2 separate regions of the Xenopus tropicalis genome follow, and region 1 is linked to region 2. Evidence: chromatin contacts called from public Hi-C data. All regions are on one chromosome and are shown on one strand. Each heading gives the region's core, a stretch centred on a gene start, on an enhancer-like site or on the middle of the called end of the contact. The rest is flanking DNA. Distances are from core to core; before and after follow the strand shown. Region 1 holds the start of vps53 (vacuolar protein sorting-associated protein 53 homolog). Region 2 holds the start of c2h17orf97 (protein LIAT1).

Region 1 (3,248 bases), core at 212-2,711, 160 kb after region 2:
TGTATTCACTGAAAAGGTAAATTTAGCATTCGGACTTAGATTTGGCTGTGTAAAAAATCTACTGTAGCATATGTTGGAGGATAAATAATTATATGGGTCTCTTTAGAGTTTGGGTTCATCATTTCTGTGAAAGAAAACCTTAATACTACAGCATACAATGATATTTTTATCATTCCATGCTAATGACAAAAGTTTGGAGAATGCACTTTCCTGTTTCAGCACCATAATGTTCCTATACATAAAGCAAGGTTTAAACAGAATTGATTTGGGGGTCACAAATGATTTTGCGGCTTAATGGAAGAAAATCCTAGCAACATGTTTCAAAATCTGTTTCCTCAAAGAAGAAAAAAATGTTACAGCAGCAAAGGGAGGGTCAGCTTTATGTTGATAACCCTGATACTGTACAGACAGGTGTATGAACACTTTTGAATATAATATAGTTCCTGCCATATGGCTTCTGCTTCAGAGACATGATAGAGTGCTCCATACATTCCCATAATACAAACCTCTTAGAGCCAGATTATAAAGAAATGTTGCAAAATCCACTGAAACAGACAGGCCACAGGCAATAAATGTAACATCTCCCAGTTACTGGTATAACCATACATAGAATTCTTTCATAATCTATAACTCTTTTTAACAATGTTTATATGGCCAATGCTGAGATTCTTACCAGCTGTCTCACATGTTATGGCACTGTATATCATCCATAGCAGAAACATAGCAGAATTATTGATTCTCGATATTTCTAGATGCCTGAAAAGCAACAAACCAGTAACCTACTGTGCCAGGAATGAAACCAATAATGCTTCACAGAAGTTGTACAACCCTATTCTAGGAAAGGCTCACAATGACAGCGTATAAGACTTGCACCCTCTACCATACCTTGTCACTGACCAATAACCATAGGCCGCTCCTATCATAACGATGAGAGCGTCATTGAAAGTTGTATCGTACCTGCTCGATAGCTTGCTGCACCTCCGGGGACAGGTGTAATACTGCCTCTAGCTCCTCCACAACCTCCAACTCTTCCTCATCCATCTCTGCAGGATCAGCAGCAGCTTCCTGCGCCGCACTGTACCCTGGGACAATTGGGAAGGAAGTGCGGTTACTATGGCGACAGCCAGCCAAGGTAAACGCCGCTTTGAATAGTCAAAAATATTTGTGAAGCGTATGTCCCAAAGCGAAAGTATTCTCAAAGTTGCAGTGCAGTTTAATTTATCCTATTGCTGTTTCCTGAACTCTTATACATTGTTTTTATTTATAGGGTTTTGGTTTGCCCATTTAAAAGATGGCTGACGCTGTGTGCAGAGGATGTCATGTAAGTGACGTGTAACAATCTTCCACAGTCGGTAGACAGCCTATGAATAAAACAAGGCAAATATAGTTGCTAGGAACTGTGAAGTTTTCTTTATAACTTAACCGCCGATCTGGATTGCCTTGTTACTAGAAAGGCGCGTCGTTTTCAGAACTAACCAGTTTCACTGAAGCATCACAATGACAGTATGACTTGTATAGAACCTTTTGCGCAAGTTGTGACAGCTCTGTAACCACGCCCCAAACATTAAGATCACACCTTGGGATGCCTAGGCCACGCCCTTCATCCGTTCTGAGCCAGCTATATTAAGACTATGGTGTCTGTGAAGTCTTCTGTTTACAGGGTAACCCTTTTGAAATAAAAAATAACAAAAGTGGTATAAAGGTGATACCTTTATTGGCTAACTAAGATAACCATAGCAAGCTTTCAGAACATTTTAGTTCCTTTTTCAAGCTGATTGAAGTCTTCTGAAAACTTGAAGGTTTTGTAAATCGCAGCCGGGTTTTTCAGCGCCTCAGAAGGTAGCAGCACTAGCAAGGACGCGTAAAAATACACTAGTGATGTTGCTGTTCTTTCATATTCCCGAACCAGTTTTAGAGTATTCTCTCTGAAACAAATGGCAATATGACTATGAAAATTTTCATTCATCCAGGTCATGGTTTATCTAGTATAAATGTAGCCCTCTTCTGCTACTGTATGAGATCTAGCACGTGTGTCGCTACAGGAGTCCTGTGCCCCCGCTTAGATGGGGGAGCAGATACAACTGGCGTGCCTCCACCCAGGGTGGGGACAGGTTGACTTTTGTACCCCTCCCTGGGAAACTTCTCTAGGTCAATCTGTGCAGGCCTCCACATGTAGCGGACTCCCTGCAACTCCTGGGACCTTGCCCCCTTGGGGTGGTTGCTTACCAGGCAGTTGAGGATCCACTTGCAGAGGAATTGACCAGGGGACTGGGAGTTGCTGATTAACCAAATAAACTTCATTTTTGTATCCAAACAGTATCCAGTAATATAATATGCAGGTTTAGGTATATCTCCCCATACCTCTAGGAGACCCTCTCGCTTAGGACTACTCCCCGGTACTCCCACCAAGAGACCCTTTCTCTTAGGACTCTCCCTGGTACTCACGCCAGAAGACCCTCTCGCTTAGGCAATCTTCCCTTTACTAGAACTGGCTACCACCTGAGCCACTTGATATACCTGAACTACGGCCAGTAATGCCGGGAGGTAATCACCTCACTAATCTCCTTGGAGGGGCTTCAGACTGCCCTTACTAGATACCCTATCTACCCTTTCACTCCTAGGGTGACTATAAATTATCTATCTGAACTATCTAACTGAATCCTGTAGTTAACCTCTAACAGGTGTGGTCACAGGACCAAAGACCTAGGGGCCCATTTACTTACTCACGAACGGGCCGAATGCGTCCGATTGCGTTTTTTTCGTAATGATCGGTATTTCGCGATTTTTTCGGAAAATTATCGCGACTTTTTGTTACCAATACGATTTTTGCGGAAAAACGCGAGTTTTTCGTAGCCATTCCGAAAGTTGCGATTTTTTCGTAGCGTTAAAACTTGCGAGAAAACTTGCGCTTTTTTCGTAGCGTTAAAACTTAAAAGGCGCGACGTTTTGAGCAAGTTTTAACACTACGAAAAAATCGCAACTTTTTGCGCAAGTTTTAACGCTACGAAAAAATCGCAACTTTCGGAATGGCTACGAAAAACTCGCGTTTTTTCGCGCAAATCGTATTGGTAACGAAAAAGTCGCGATAATTTCCGAAAAGTCATAAAGGCGCCGAAAAAAACGCAAAAAATACGAAAAAGTCGCAAAATGTTCGTTTTCCAATCGGAATTTTTCCAATTCGGATTCGAATTCGTGGGTTAGTAAATCAGCCCCCTAGTGTGTGAGTCATCCCTTTTTATATTGCACCA
Region 2 (3,236 bases), core at 8-2,507:
GATAAAGCAAAAGAGATGAATAGTTAAGAGAGTTAAGGGTCATTTTTGACTTTGGGGAGGGACAGTGCTAACCGGGATATGGATGCAGAGTGAATACCATAGTTTTGCTGACTTGAAGTGGCCAGGAAATAATGTTTATGAATGTTAAAGAAGCATTTTTGCTTCAGGCCACAGTTTACAAGAGGTGGCAAATAGCAGCTCCTGGAAACTCTTTTTTTTGAGCAAAATGGAGTTTATTGATAACACAGAATGAAAAGTTACAGACTGTATACATTGCAATTAGACTGCGGTAATAATCAGTACAGGAGATTTAAAATAGGTAGAATAATATTATTAATACATTGGTGTCTAAACTCTTAGGAAATGCTCTTGACTATGCAATTTATACTCAGCAATATCTATGACCCAGTGGAGACTAAATTCAATAACATTATGCCAGCAGGGTATCCACCCAGGGTATCCCACTTCTAAGATCAATCTGCCTGTCTATGTGTAAATTACATAGACAAGATCCACAGTACAAATTACAATCTTGTACATCTATATACAGAAAAAAATATGTACATGAACTGAAAAAGGTCAGGAAGCCATTCCTCTATTTAAAGTGTCATTGTCACTTTAATAGAATGCAGCAGGAGAAAGATGGCATGTAATTAAGGCTTTGGTGTGACAAGCCTCTCCAGGAGAAGACCCAATACTAAATAATGAAAAGGTCTCCTGGGGGAAGCAATTGTTTATGAGGAGCAGGCGAAAGTTTATTTTTAGAGAAAAGTATAACTTCCGTGTCAGCAATTGATTTTTTTCTGGAAAAACTTGCAGGTTTCATATTATCATTGTTGTTTTTACTGTGCAATGCAGATTTTATTATTCAATTTAAATGAGAATTGGTGATCAGAATTGTATTTTGGAACAAATACATTTCTATTCAGGTACACAAAGAACTTCCAGTATTTCCATCAAGGCTCATTATTTATTTTATGAGATGAAAAGACTGAAATATCACTTTACATTCAGGCCTCTTCCTCTATCTGCGTACTCAGTCGCCAGTATGATGATGGAGGACTTGTTGTCACGGCAACTCTCATTCATAGCTGGAGAATGAACTGAAATGGCTTTAATTGGCATTGCTGAATATATCTATTTTGGGATCAAAATAATAATTCAAAGCAAATACAAATTTTCTTCTACATACATATACATTCACACACACATATATATATGTTTAATGCTATTATAACCTAATAATATTTAACAATGTAACAGAGTTTTAAACATGCAGCCCCATCAAAAGTTTATCAATTTACAGAACCCAAGATTATGCTGTTGGAACTGAAGAGACAAAATAAATTATGAAACAATGTGCTTCATGACCTGACACATACAGTAGGTGTCTAAAATATGACCTTATACTGTAATTAAAGGGGCAATATGTTAAGTTAGGGCTAAATAAAAAGAATTTGTATGAGTTCTGCCTTTTTTTTAATTACACAAAATTCCTGATTTTTTATTGTAAGATGCTAATGGATCATTGTTTTGTTTATTGCTGTAGGACCTACTTGCATTTTCTGGAAGCAAGGTAGGTCAATTAAAAAAAATATATATAATGCTCTTGTAATAAACAAGCCCCTCCTTTTCCCTTATTGTTGCCTGAGTCTCAAATTGGTGCGTATGTTTCAGCTAATTATAAGGGGTGTTTAACTGCAAAGTGTTGTTTAATTCATTGTCTTGTATTCCTCCTACAATAGCTCTGAAGAACCAAAAAGGTGGGATGAAGTGTACAATAAGATTACTTGTGCATCGTTCTGCATAGTTCAGTACAAGACATAAAAACTATGCTTTTTTTTAATTAAAAATTAGGCACAATGCACTTTTGCAGCCTATCACCCACCTGTTAGCTAAACGTTGTTCTTCAGCTCCCTGCAGCACTACCTACAAAGCCCCCAAAAGCTACACCTACCTCAGTCTGTAATTTATATGGCTCAGCCCAGGAACCTTGCAATTATTAGAAGTGTCCCTAATTTGTAAAGTAAGCTTGAGTCAACCTTTGGCACAGTTTCTACCATCTTCCCCACAAGTATATGAAAAATAAACTCCGCTGTTTGTCAGGGCATACCCATGAACTCTGTGGTGACAAAGAATGAATGATCTATACCATTTCCTTGTTTGTACTAGGAGTAATCAGTCATGAGAAGCACAGTCACATCCTTCAGAGCTGCCAGCAAAAATATAAAAGCGAGCAGATACAAGCTATTAAATGCTGTGAACAGACAGTGTGAGTATTGTGGCTATTATTGAATCCTGATAACTGAAAATATTATATAGGACATTTTTATACCTAACCAGCAGAGGAAAAGAAGGGACTGAATTTTGTTTTCTGATACAGCAAAAAAAAATATTAACATAGTTCACTAAGATACGAATCGGGAGCATTTGTGTTGTGAAATATACTGGATTGCGAACACCAATAAAAAAGCAACAAAAAGAGGTTTTGTCACATTCTTTTCCTTGTAATTGAGCAGGTAGATCATGTAGGTGATATGTAATTGTGTGCTGCCATGGAGTTTCTCCCCCACCAAGTGCAGAACAGGATTATAAAGGAATGCGAGTGTGATTTTGTGAGGGCGTTTTCCCAGTGTGTTTATACCCCACTACCTTTGGCTCTTCATAAGCTTTCCTCATAAGCAAAGGGGTATAAACACACAATAAATAAAGAACAAAATCCACACGTATACAAATTGCACTTAGTTTTATAAACATATGTAACAATTAGAAAACTATAACATTTTATAAATATTATGTAAAGTAATACTGAAATGTATAATTGCTTGTGTGGTGCAGAAGGCACAACGTTTTTAACATGAAAACATTGTAAATTCTTGGTATAACAGGATCATGGGAACAACATGGCAGATTTTTTAAATATCTTACGGCCCCAAAGATTAGTAGATCAGTTTAGAATAATTCATAACTTTTACAACATTTCACTGAAACTGAACTTGGCTTATTGCGCCGAATGCACTCCTTAATAACTATGTCAAGTGGCATTGCTATATACTAATAGCCAAACAAAAACAAAAATGAAATAATACGATCATATATTCCCAAAGCAGATGTAAAATTGTATATGCTTTTAACTTCTGTGTGATTGGAATTTAAAAGCAGAGTGGTCACCATGGAGACGCGTCCCGGAAGTTGGAAACCCACGTGTGGAGGCAGCGGCACAATTCCTGGCACAG

The links. A called contact is a pair of places that touch in the nucleus more often than the background predicts.
Region 1: a Hi-C map of neurula embryo shows a contact between it and region 2, with 2.6 times the contacts expected there. The contact joins the promoter of vps53 here to the promoter of c2h17orf97 in region 2. A contact is called at or near these places in 4 of 5 Hi-C or Micro-C datasets (brain, gastrula embryo, neurula embryo and 1 more).

The regions. Positions count from the first base shown.
Region 1 is chr2:96,289,225-96,292,472 of UCB_Xtro_10.0, forward strand. vps53 (vacuolar protein sorting-associated protein 53 homolog) reads right to left here and starts at 1,462. Exons shown (of 22, transcript XM_002934343.5): 1 at 958-1,462. The coding sequence starts at 1,041.
Region 2 is chr2:96,132,715-96,135,950 of UCB_Xtro_10.0, forward strand. It overlaps c2h17orf97 (protein LIAT1), which reads left to right and starts at 1,258. Exons shown (of 5, transcript XM_031896964.1): 1 at 1,258-1,383; 2 at 1,550-1,576; 3 at 2,173-2,272; 4 at 3,163-3,236.